2 separate regions of the Ovis aries genome follow, and region 2 is linked to region 1. A link is a contact called in public Hi-C data. All regions are on one chromosome and are shown on one strand. Each heading gives the region's core, a stretch centred on a gene start, on an enhancer-like site or on the middle of the called end of the contact. The rest is flanking DNA. Distances are from core to core; before and after follow the strand shown.

Evidence for each region. A called contact is a pair of places that touch in the nucleus more often than the background predicts.
Region 2: a Hi-C map of hypothalamus shows a contact between it and region 1, with 2.9 times the contacts expected there. The contact joins the enhancer-like site here to the promoter of LOC121816219 in region 1. A contact is called at or near these places in 3 of 16 Hi-C or Micro-C datasets (hypothalamus, omental adipose tissue and tail adipose tissue).

Annotation. Positions count from the first base shown.
Region 1 is chr1:141,788,364-141,795,406 of ARS-UI_Ramb_v3.0, forward strand. It overlaps LOC121816219, which reads right to left and starts at 3,148. Exons shown (of 5, transcript XR_009600797.1): 1 at 3,040-3,148.
Region 2 is chr1:141,858,207-141,864,924 of ARS-UI_Ramb_v3.0, forward strand. It overlaps a transcript of LOC121816219 not described here. Among named protein-coding and RNA genes, the nearest start is that of USP25, 280 kb to the right of the region's middle. Within about 2 kb of position 2,050, at least 9 of the 54 cell types and tissues checked have an H3K27ac peak or open chromatin away from gene starts, as enhancers often do. A contact at or near this core is called in hypothalamus, where this site is marked.

The sequences.
Region 1 (7,043 bases), core at 1,898-4,397:
TATAGATGAGTAGCATAAAATCAACCATATTTTCCCCAAAGGTTATCAGATTATATCAAAATACATAGAAATATACTCTTAAAAGATTACTATACTAGCTTATAGATTAAAAATGCATAATATCTCAGTGATAACATTAGGACTCAAGATTCCATATTTCCTGATTTATTACATTTTGTAGAGCATTTCAACATTAATTGCTTACCTCTTCTAAGAAATTAATTCTTTCATATCATTAACAGTTGACTCGATACTGTAATTTGCTTATCCTAGCTCTTTTACAATTAATCTACATCAATTTCATTTATCTTTAAGTTTTAAAACACCAGGCTAAATCGGCTTAATTCCACTCTTGATAAATGAAAAGATTCACAACTCCCAGAGCTGGTTATTTAAGAAAAATAATGCAACAACCATTTACTCTGAGCTTCATAGTAAATGGCCAGTGAAATGAAAGACATAAAACTGACAAGGCAAAACTGATATCGGTGGTGTCACGGCAGTGATTGTTGATGATAACAACAGTAACTGGAACTTGTAAACCCTCCGTCTACAATTTACAATGCAATTTTAACTTATTAATTAGAACATTGATTTAAAACTTAGAAGCACAATATTATCCTTAGAACTAGAGACGGTGGGATGAATTCAACATGTCTCTGGCCCCAAGGGGCTTTCAGTCTAGTGGGAAAGACAGGCGCACACGTGGCCCTATAGCAATGTTGACTGCCACACACCCAATAATGGAAGCACAAAGAGAATGACGGAGAAGTGAGAGGTTCTGGCCACAATGACTTGGAAAGATTTCACAGAAGAGGGAATGCTTAACCTAGTGCCTGAAGCAAAGAAGGATTCAGATATCTAAAAAAAGGCAGGGGTGTGTAATGGAGGAGTATTCCATACAACTCTATGCTGCCAGTGTATTGAATTTTCACAGATAAGGAATAACAGAGATGAACATTATCGGATCAAGGTCAGAACAAGAGAAAGAATCAGAGCCGTTCCTTGAACTTTTCAGTCCTGGGTCAAATGGTTCCCGCTTTATCACATGGCTTCCTTTCTGATTTAGGGCAAGATTTCTCTGCCCTGACAACCATCTCCACCCTCCATTTATTCTCCCATGCTGCCACACCCTTTGTAGGATGTTGCTAGGATGTCCAGAGAAAAACACAGAGGCAGCCATGTCTTCATAAAACATTACATTTCAGCTTGTGTCTCAAAACCAAATGAACACATTGAGGTCTATCTGGAGGTGCCCTTTCCTCACCATTCTCCAACATTTCAAAGGACTGGGAACTGTGTTTTGCCACATGGCAGGCTCAATAAAGCTGTGTTCCATTCCTCTACACCTTCCATTTTTCTCCTTCAGTTTTGTCAAATGTTCCCAATTCCAAGAAATTGTAATTCAGAATGTGGGGGAGGTTACAGAGTTTTGGCTCAGGAGGTCGTGCAGATGTTATTGCTTAAGGAAGACGATCATGATCGCCTATGTGAGTAATGGCTATAAATCGGCTAGGAGCCAAAAGTTCTCTTATAGCAGAATGTATAAACCATTCTCCTACTGAAAGAAGACCCCCAGTAGGATAATATATTATTACACATGATTCAAATTATAGGATCTGCAGCAGGGGAGCTCATGACTGATTCAGGACAGTCGCTCCCTGAATACTGATGATGGGATGATGGAATGCCTCATGAATTAAAAGGGCCGTGGTTTAGTGTCTAAATCCTTCATATGCTTTAAAAAGTGTCTCTGCCTATCACTGTATTCTTTAAGCTTCTTAAACGAGTCATGTAGTGTTATGAAACCCTTGTCGATGTTTTTAAAGTTCCATGTCTTTGAATACTTATATTCAAAGTATTCTTTAAAAAAGAAGACAATGACACTATCTTCTCTGCTAAAAAACTGTATCCCTTTAATGCCAATATGCAATAAAGATATGGTTTACGAGAAATCGCATTTAAGTGTGACCCAGTTTCCGCTCTTTGGGATTCTCTAAAGCAACCTGAAAATCTTCACATGCCACATGTTCTGGGCTTTTTAAGTTAGCTATAGAACAAATAAGTTTATCTCTGACAAACTAAATAGAAATGTACAAGACAAAATTGTGTTTCCAAAGGTTTCCTGCTGATTAAATGTACTAATTCCTAAATATTATTTATCTTGCTCTATTTTGGTTATATAACAAAGCAATAAATTTGCTAAAGATATTACTTTGGGAATGGAGATCAGGCATTTTTATAGAAACACTAAGGCAGATGTTAAATATTACACATTCTGAAAAACAAATGGCTGTGATATATTCTGAAATAATATGTGAGCTCGTCCCTTAACTTCTTTTCAATTGGTCCTTGCAGTCTGTTTTTCTCGTAAATGGATGCAAATCAGGTGCATTGTGCTAAGATGCGAAGAGAGAGATTTGTCCAGAAATGACCTCAGTTCTATTCATTAATAAAATGACACATTGGCTGAGAGCAGTAAAGAATAAAATATAACAAGAGTGAACTTTCCTCCCTGTAACAGAGGCACATAAGCGATTTTTGGATAAAGCACTGTATGCAAAAATGACCACTGCAGCACAAAATCTGGACACGTTAAAGGAAGCTCTAAGATGCAGATTTCTTGGAAAAATTGCAACTTCCAAGGCAATGTACCCACTTATTCTCCATTACCTTACACAATCCTGAATCCCAACTTGCCAAAAGCATGCTGTTCCTAAGAGGGGAGTGAGGTCAGATAAAATAAATGTTTAATTTCTTCTAAGATTTTTTTTACAAGAAGGTAATTTGGCAAGGTCAAAAAAAAAAAAATAGAATTGCACCCAGAATCACTTCCAGTGACAGCAGACACCCATGGAGGGAGAAAAAGAAGGTAGAAGCTATCAGAGAGAATATAGCCACATTTTTGCATAGCGGTTTAAATTATGCCAGCAGAATAATTAATGGAAGGACCTAATACAGGGAAGGGGGGGTTACAGGAAAGAGGGGAGGCTATGTTAAACAAAGTTCATTACTGCATGATGTAAATGAGTTTCTCACCAGTGATGTCACTGATTGGCTGAGCTGCAGAGCTGGCTTCGAGCATGGCCGGATTGGCTGCTAGCTCTTCTGGTGCCTGCCTGCTTGGGCAGCGGTTGAACCAGATACTTTCTGTCTCTCTTGTTGTCGTTTGAAGCAAATCTTGTTCAGCCCAGCTGTGTCTCCATAGTAGTGGCACCCTAAGAGAGTCTCCCTCCTGCTTCCCACAGCCCGTCTGTGAGGCGGTCGCTGCTGTGAAATACCAGCACTTGGCACCAAGCCCAGACAGCGTTCTCAGATCCATCTATAACACACACATACAAAAAGAAAATTTTTTTTAAAAAAAGCAGTTCTTTCATCTGAATTGCATCCTAAGGAGGATTAAGAAGGCTTCTATTGCTACTGATTTGTGTCCTTTCAATTTGATGGCTAAAATAGTTTTTGAAACACAGTATCCTCTCATCTGCAGTAGAACACCATTGGTTCAAATGAGTTAAAAAAAAAATAGGAGGGAAACCCCCTCTCCCATGTTTACCTTGATTACTGGAAAATAATTCTTCATTTCCCTCCTAAGCACCGTAACTGATGTTTATGGTCCCCTCCCAGAATTTTAAACTCTCAGCAGATTTCTAATTATATCCGAGTCATTATTTTCAGGTTAAGACAAGGGGTCTTAATTAGCATTCTCTTTTAGCTATGCGAAATGAGACAGGGCATGAAACAGAAACGATCTATAGAGAGGCAGAGAGAGAGAGAAAGAAAAAAAAAATCTGTGCAGCTTTTACAGTTGAGCTGACACCCCCGCCTTCCCCACTCTCCCTCCACCCCCTTGCAAAAAAAGAATGCAGTCATATGAACTTTACCAGACAATGGAGTACCTACAGGCTCTCCCCTAGACAAGTCCTTTATAACCAGCCAGTGCTATGTGCTGCAGACAGTGGCCAATCGGCAGGCTCCTTTCTGCAGCAGGGACACAATAGGTGCATTGGCCACACTGTCCTCCTAGCCCCTGACAGCAGTTCAGGTTCATTTATTGTACACTGGAAGGCACATATGTCTTTAATAGTCACTGTGAAATTATCAGTGAGGCTGTCTTTATTTCACCATAATTACATCAACCTAATCACTGCGCACAAGCTGCAATAGCACTGTTTGCACAGAGTGGCGCATGGGCATGCAAGCCGGAAAAATATGCATGAACATGCTTGCTTATTTCAATAATAAAATCCTCCAATTATTTCTTTCCCAGAGCTTAACGCTTCTTCCAAAACACTCTAGTGGATATAGTCTTCACTTCTTCTTTTCAAAAGAAAAAAAAGTGCAGATACATTCAAGTGTGTGTATGTGTACATGCATACGTGTATAATTTAAACACTATTTTAGCCATTTATAGGGCAGTAAGGTATAGGGGTTGAACCTAGTCAGCAAATAAAAGGTTACTGAGGATCTAAGGCATGAACCCCTTATCACTAGGCATTAGAGCGAAATAATAAGTGAATCTGCACTCATCACCGTAGTCACACGTAGAAGCCGATTTATTTGGAGTCCAACTGTCATGAGCATTTGCATATGTAGCATTTATGTATCTCCATGTTACATAATTACAGCGTTTTGGGCATCAGTGACTCAAAATGCTTGAAAAACAAAAATCTTTGCTTTTCCTCTGTTAGTCGAACAGAGGTGGGTACAGTCTGAAGCGGGAAACGCCCGTAATTTTTTTTATTTTATTTTATGCATGTTCCATTTACATATTCATGAACAGAATAGTTGTTATGACAGCTGATTCTGCAGCAGGAGATGAAAAGGCAGGATTCAGCACACAGAGTGTATTCATTTTGAGGGGGAGAGTGGCAGCATATGATGACCAGGAAGAGAAAATAGTTAGGGCTTCATTTGGGAGTTACCTCATTATATAATAAAAGATCTGAGTAGACGACCTATCAAAAAATGTATAACAAACCTAGGAGGTAGAAGCAATTTGCATTGCTCATGGCCATTCAGTCAGGCACACTGTAAAGAAATAAGCATTTTGAAATGGAAATTTCTGGCTCGAATCTTTGCAGGTAAATAAAATTGCATATTGTTTTCTGGCTACTTAGAAGATTCCTAAAATGGAATGTGCTCAGCAGCTCTGTATTTCTCATTATTTTATAATTTACATACTTCTTGTTCCAAAATCAAAATGCTAAACTTTAAGCACTGATTATAGTCTAAGATAGAATTTTACCAAATTTTACCTAAGTTGCTTATATATTTTTATTTTTACCTTATGATTCTCTAATCAAGAATAGAATTCATCATCACAGGGGGCGTATTTGGAGAAAGTAACTCATCTATTTCCATATAGATACATGTATATAATACATATTCATCCCCACTACAGAGAAAGAATCCCACTAATGTTATTTTTATTGACATATTTTATCATCCCATTTTTATTAATGTTCGCAAGATTTGTATTATAAAATGTATTCAAGTTTATTTTGCATTTTGTAAGCATGTGTATGTGTGTGTGTGTGTGTTTTTAATACAGCTCTTCTATCTACACTTTCCCAAAATCTAGTTTTGGTAGGAGAGATAAGTGAGGCAAATTCCTAAGTAGACCAGTAGGAGACCACAAGACTCAATTATAAAAAAACAAAAATAATATAAGAAATGACTACATCTATAATTCTGAACTGCTATATACATTGAAATCAAAACACCTGAAATTAAAGGCATAATTTGGTTACTTGATATATAAAGTAAGATGTTTTTTCTCTAAGTGATTGCAGGAAAACTTAAGAAGCTACTTGCAACATTTTATTGATGGTTTTCCTATAAAAGATAGTCTTTCTAAATCTTCAAGAAAAACATGAAGATTTCCTGGTAATCAAATTAAGATATGTAGACTTCTACATCTGTCTATCATCCCTTCCTCCCTCCCTCCTCTCCTTCTCTCTCTCTCTCTCTCTCTCTCACACACACACACACACACACACACAGACACACACACACAGAAATAAACATATATAAAATCATGACTGTCCTTTTATTATAAGAATTTGCAATTCTTTTAGTTTTCTCAATTTTTGGTCTCTCACTGAACAAAAAGCTTATGAAAGTCCAAATGGAAAAAAGGTAATACTTAATTGTTAGTTATCCCTATTGCTAAGTAAAAATCAAACAGGGGAGAAGGTTTCATAATATCACATACATTTAGATTCCACTAGCACATAGAACACATTTGGAAATTCACTGTTATACAAAGGATTTTGATGACAATGCTAATTTTAATAACAAGATTAGTTAATAGTCCATATCTGACTCCCTTAAACAAATAGATTTGCAAACAATGACCACTAGAAATAAAAGAGGCCTTCCTTAAGTACTACAATTCATTAAACCACACAGGGTTCCTACTCCCTGTTATAACATTCTGTCATAGTTTGAATTACTAGATATATATGAAAACAATATTACATTTTTTATAGTATTTTAGTATTACACTTTACTATTCTTCTCACATCTCAAATACAAAATGCAACTAGGAGCTATTAGCATACTACCCAAACCAAAATAACTGCAATAAAATCTTATTTGGGATCATTGTACTAGAAAACTTGGAATTAAGCTATACCTTAGAGATTGAATCCATTCATTTTAGACATGAGACTAAAGAAAATTAGTAACTACTTAATGTATTTCCACCCATTACTTTGCCATCCTACATTAAAAATATGGTTCTGACCTGTTGTCAAGATATTCTTAATTAGTAGAGTTTTACCAAAGATAGGGAATTTATGGCTTCTTCACATAAGATCAAAGACATGCATTTATAAGATAATGTATGGAGCCTGCCATCTGTTTTCCCACAATGGAATTAAACTAACTCCTTTATAAAGATCAAAAGCATAACCTTAGACTTATAATCATGATTTCACCAAGAGTCAACTCAGCACAAATTGGCTGTAAGAATGTAAAATAACAGCCAATCACATTAACCTTATAAATAATAAAGGGCATTCCATATGTAGAGCCAACTT
Region 2 (6,718 bases), core at 800-3,299, 69 kb after region 1:
GGAAAAGGAAATGGCAACCCACTCCAGTATTCTTTCCTGAGAAATCCCATGGACAGAGTAGCCTGATGGGCTACAGTCCACAGGGTTACAAGACTTGGACATGACTTAGTGAGTAAGCAACAACAACAGATTGACTAATATGCTATACAAGAAACATGTGTGTGTGAGTGCTAAGTCGCTTCCGTCATGTCTGACTCTTTGCAGCTCTATGGACTGTTGCCCACCAGGCTCCTCTGTCCATAGGATTCTCCAGGCAAGAATACTGAAGTGGGTTGCCAGGCCCTCCTCCAGAGAATCTTTGTAACCCAGGGATTGAACCAGCATCTATGCTGTCTCCTGCATCAACAGGCAGATTCTTTACCATTAGCACCACCTAAGAAGCCATACAAGAAAGATAGATGACAATACAATTAGCTCTTAATTAAAAAAAAAAAAAAAAGTCCCTCAAAACTAGTGATACCACATGGAAAACAAATGTTTGAAGAAAGCTAAAACACTAGCAGGAAACTAAGAAGTGGGACATGAAATACAAAGCAAAAGAGATGAGCAGATAGGAGAAAAGTGAGAGTAAAGCCACATAAAAACATCCAGTAAAGATTTAAAATGATCTAGAACATAAGGTATTATTTTTTAAAAAGATAAGTAAGGGGTCCACATAAGGCATTTCCTTACAACTTCAAAGCTTTATCATAGTTAGGCCATCAAGGTTGAACACAAATAGAAATATTCTAAGTGATTCTCAGAAAATAGATATTCCTTAACATCTAGGTCAAGAATGAGAGCTCTAAGCATTTTGATGAGAAAAATGATGACCCAGATAATAAATTATTCCATCCACCATTCATAATAAACAGGATAGTCTTAGCCCTTCTAAGTCAAAGGACACTATATTCATCATTCCAGCACCCCATGCACAGGGGGTCTGAGAGAAAGAGGGAGTAGAGATAGAAACCATCAGGGCTTGATCAAGCCAGAAAAAGACATGCAATAAACTATTTGCAAGAAATATTTCAAACAAGAATAAACACTCTTACTCCATAAATAGTTCATTCAAGTTAATTTAAAAAAAAATTAGCCCTCTAAAATATGACTAAGGAATCATAAACTCTTTCTATAAGTACCAGAAATTAAACATTGTAGCCTTTGATGGTCATACAGTCCTATCAAAACTACTTGTTCCTGCTGTTGTAGCAAGAAAAAAAAACATATTATAAGGAAATTAAGGAAATGAATGGGCCTGTTGTATCTCAATGAAACTTTATTAACAAAAATAAGTAGAGGTTGAATTGGCCTGTAGCCCACAGCTTGCCAACCTGTGCTCTAATAAGGAAAAAGGGCAAAGAATAGTAACAAAAATATTTAAATAAACTGGTCCCAAAAATAGTAAACCATATTCAACAATACTAGTCATCAAAGAAATGTAAAGGAAAACAATGAAATCCTATTTTTCCTTACAACATTATGGATTAAATACCATGATACATGGCTAGAAGGTGGAAGCGCATATCGACACAAATTTCACAGACTTTCTGAAGGTCAAATGCATATGCAAATATAGATAGAGAGACACACATACATTATACACACACACACACACATACATATATATATATAGACAGAGAGAGATGGGAGGATGGGGGAACCATAGAATTAGAATTAGCACTTTTTACTAAGGATGTGTGGTGATTGGTTTGAATTTTAAAACTCTAGTACAAAAGCTATCTATAGATGAATCCAGAATGAAACTACTTCCGAATAGCCATAATGATTTACTTATGTACTTATATCCACTTTCCTAGCCCCATTATTTACCTGGATGATAAAAAATGGTAAGAAGTGGGAAAAGTCATATAACCTCTCTATTGGTTACAGTATTTCTTAATGGCAACCTGAGGTCTCCTACTCAGTCTCCCTGTATCACATTCTTTCATCTCATGGATTGAACAACTTTCTAGAGAAACAATATTAAGAAATAGCCAGACACATACTTCTACCCTCTATGAGGGTAAGACGTCTACCCTCTATGAGGGATCCTAATATCCCTCTCTGTCTACGGGTCCAACAATCCCTGCCTGAAAATATTTCCCTAGCATGCTTGACGGAGAAGGCAGTGGCACCCCACTCCAGTACTCTTCCCTGGCAAATCCCATGGATGGAGAAGCCTGGTGGGCTGCAGTCCATGGGGTCTCTAAGAGTCAGACACGACTGAGCGACTTCACTTTCACTTTTCACTTTCATGCATTGGAGAAGAAAATGGCAACCCACTCCAGTGTTCTTGACTAGAGAATCCCAGGGACGGGGGAGCCTGGTGGGCTGCCATCTCTGGGGTTGCACAGAGTCGGACACGACTGAAGGACTTAGCAACAGCCGCAGCAGCAGCAGCATGTTTGAACTGTAAACATAATAATTACAAAGATCTTTGGGTGTTATATAAATGAAAACTTCACTAAAAGGAAAGTAAATAATCCTCACTGTCAAATGTCACAAACAAAAATTTGAAGTGAAACAGTCACCCATGATGCCAGAAATTAGAGATAAATACAGTAGGTATTGTGAGGTATATTATCCCCATTATATACATATATATGGATGTGTTTACCAAACCAGGATCTGCCAAACTATTTCACTTAAAACAATATAAATAATTTTAATGTACATGAGCTCATTCACTTTTAACCACATTGCATTTTACTGGGATATATGCACAACAATTATTTATGCAGCCTTGTGACAGACATTTAGATTGCAAAATTATTTTCACTGTCATACACTCTAACATGAACATTTTAGTCCACATATTTGAGTGAGCTTGCCCAGTTAGTCCCCTTAGGGAAAATTCCAAGAAATGCAATTTTTCATGTTGAAGAGTATTTAAATTTAACATTTTACATTATATTAATAAATTACCCTCTAGAAAAGTTGTAACAATTTACTCTCTCTCCCAGTGTCCAATATGAGCTTGTTTAAATAAATTATGGTATTTCCACAGACTACAATCCTGTGTTGAAAAAATTAATGACGTGGCAAACTACGCATAGGGCTATATCAAGTAAAACAAGGCACAGGATCAAGCAGATCACTGATATTTCACTACAGACATTCTATATGTGGAGGAATAGATACAAACATATATATGGCAGAAATTGTCACAACTGAGGGAGAGAACTAGAGTAAATCTCTAACATTTCTTTAAAACTCTCATATTTATTTGTTCAGTTTCCTAGAATTTCTGCTTATTTCATTTGCAATCTGAAAAGCAATATGCTAAGAAAATATTGTAAATCTCAAAGCTGAAAAAACAAGTCTTCACATATCCTGCAGGTCATCTAATGTTAGACATACACTTGCATAACAGCAAACTCCTAGTGAGTGCTCGGATCTGGAATGTTTAAACATACGGCACTGAAATGCTTTTGCCCAACAAAGAACTTGCTTTAACTCATGAAAATCTTCATGCCTCATAGCAAGAAGGATAAAACCTTTCTCTTCTCCACTGAGAAAACAAATAGAATGAACTGTGAGATCCCTGAAAACAGAAAACTATCTCTTCGAACGAGCTGTAAGTCCCTGGCTGCAGGCATTTTGGAAAGCATTTTGGAGCGGAACAAACCATTAATAAAGACTCAGTACTTACACTGACCTTTGAGCAATTCCAGATGTAGACATGGAGAATTTTCCACAAATAATAAAGAAGGGTCGGCTACAAGAAGTGACAGTCCCGAGCAGGCTCGCAGGAGGTTAGAATTACATGGGACACTGAAAAGAGACTCAGCAGAAATGAAACAACGCACAAAGAATGCACATCCTTGACCAAACATAACCAGAGATTTATTCTCTCATAAGAATTTTCACCAGCTCCTTAGTGCAGAGGAAATATAGACTATATTATATTTTCTGGATATGATTAGTTTCATCAGTCTTTATAATACACTTATTCTCCATGCTATGACTATGCTAACTTTTTATACAGAGTAACTCATTTAGTCCTCACTAAACCCAACCTGGTAGACTGTTATTCACATTTTACAATTAGAAAAATGAGGCCCAGAAATTTAGGGAACTCGGCCGAAATCATGCTTCTCGAACAGAGGTCAGCCAGCTTTTCCTTAAAGGACCGGAGAGTAAATACTGTGCTTGCCGGTCACAAGGTGTCGGTCACAGATACTCAACTCTGTTGCACAGAACAAAAACACACAGAGACAATATTTCAAGGAGTGAATGTGGCTATGTTATAGAAATGGGTGGTGGGTCCACTGGCTGTGGTTTACCTAGAATGTGGGAAAACAAGATTGAAACCCAAGTCTATGTATTTAATAACCAAACTGCTATACAATAATATAGCAATAATTGATATAAATGTGGATCTACGCCCATAGTATGGGTTCACTCATTTTCCAATATTCATTTGCCTCTCTGTACAGTGCTGCTCTCAAAAATCTGATCGGTTAGTAGGAATTGTCACTTACTGTGATTTTGTGAGTAGAAAGATTTGGATGCCCTGAGAGCATAAATAAGACACGTAGCACCTACTTTGTAGTTAAACATGGATTTAACAACATTATATTAGGAGAGATGTGCAGATCTGAAATATGGGCAGTACTCACCTTCTAAAATGGAAAAATAGGAGATGACTCTGGGTCCTTTATAAAATATGACGATATTTAGTTTAACAAATCTCTGTATTTTTTAATTTCAAACTTATTAGTGAATTTGTCTCATAAGTATAATGATATTGGGCAATATAGCTACATCCATTACAAGTTGTTCAAAACCCAAAATTGTGAAGAAAGGTATTTCAATCACATTTAGTTTTTCTTATGTTTATAATGTAGCAATGAAAATTAATTAACAGATTGAGTCAGTTGTTTGATTTTTTAGTAGTAGATCTTCACCAGAATTTAAGAGCCACATCCATGAATACAGAATGAGCAAAGATGATATAATATTCCTAAAATAATTGAGAAGTTACAAACTCTGGGAAAGAGAATGAAAAGTCAGAAAATTTATGCTTCAGTCTTAACATTACTATGGGCCAGTCATTTGACCTTCAACCAACTCTTTCTAAATCTGAATCTTCTTTGGAAAAATAGTAGTCATATCATCTGTTATCATTTGAGGGTCATTGTGAAATTTATATGAAACAAAATCCATAAAGTTATCTTATAAAACACTGTATTCATTAAGGCAGTCTTCTAAGACTTGCAAACTGTTTTTACAAAGAAAAAAATATTTATTTTATTTTTTCTTTATTTTACAGACCTGTCAATATCAATAACCTCAGATATGCAGATGACACCACCCTTACGGCAGAAAGCAAAGAATTAAAGAGACTCTTGATGAAAGTGAAAGAGAAGAGTGAATAAATAGGCTTCAGATTCAACATTCAGAAAACTAAGATCATGTCATCTGGTCCCATCACTTCATGGCAACTAGATGAGGAAACAATGGAAACAGTGACAGACTTTATTTTCTTGAGCTCCAAAATCACTGCAGATGGTGACTGCAGCTGTGAAATTAAAACATGCTTGCTCATTGGAAGAAAAACAATGACCAACTTAGACAGCATATTATAAAGCAGAGACATTACTTTGTCAGCAAAGGTCTATCTAGTCAAAGGTATGGTTTTTCTAGTGGTCATGTATGGATGTGAGAGTTGAACCATAAATAAAACTGAGCAGTGAAGAATTGATGCTTTTGAACTCTGGTGTTGGAGAAGGCTCTTGACAGTCCTTTTGACTGCAAGGAGATCAAGCTAGTCCATCCTAAAGGAAATCAGTCCGAATATTCATTGGAAGGACTGATGCTGAAGCTGAAACTCCAATACATTGCACACCAGATGCAAAGAACTGACTCATTTGAAAAGACCCTGATGCCGGTAAAGAAGAGAAGGGGATGGCAGAGGATGAGATCATTGGATGGCATCACCAACTCAATGGACATGAGTCTGAGTAAGCTCCGGGAGTTGGTGATGGACAAGGAAGCCTGCAGGGCTGCAGTTCATGGGGTCACTAAGAGTCAGACACGACTGAGCAACTGAACTGAACTGAATCCCTTTCACCAGAAACAGAAAGTAGAGACCCAGAGTTCAGAAATTTTGCCAGTCCATCATTGTGAGAAAAAAGAGTAAACCCATAATCCTATTACCATTTTATTTTTTAAGATCTTTAAATTTTTTTTCCTTACCATTAGTAATCACTAACATTTCTAACTGTTCAGTTCAGTTCAGTCACTCAGTCGAGTCCGACTCTTTGAGACCCCATGAATTGCAGCATGCCAGGCCTCCCTGTCCATCACCAACTCCCAGAGTTCACTCAAACTCATGTCCATCGAGTCGGTGATGCCATCCAGCCATCTCATCCTCTGTCGTCCCCTTCTCCTGCCCCCAATCCCTCCAGCATCAGAGTCTTTTCCAATGAGTCAACTCTTTGCATGAGGTGGTCAAAGTATTGGAGTTTCAGCTTCAGCATCAGTCCTTCCAATGAACACTCAGGACTGATCTCCTTTAGGATGGACTGGTTGGATCTCCTTGCAGTCCAAGGGACTCTCAAGACTCTTCTCCAACACCACAGTTCAAAAGCATCAATTCTTCAACGCTCAGCTTTCTTTACAGTCCAACTCTCACATCCATACATGACCACTGGAAAAACCATAGCCTTGACTAGAAGGACCTTTCTTGGCAAAGTAATATCTTTGCTTTTCAATATGCTATCTAGGTTGG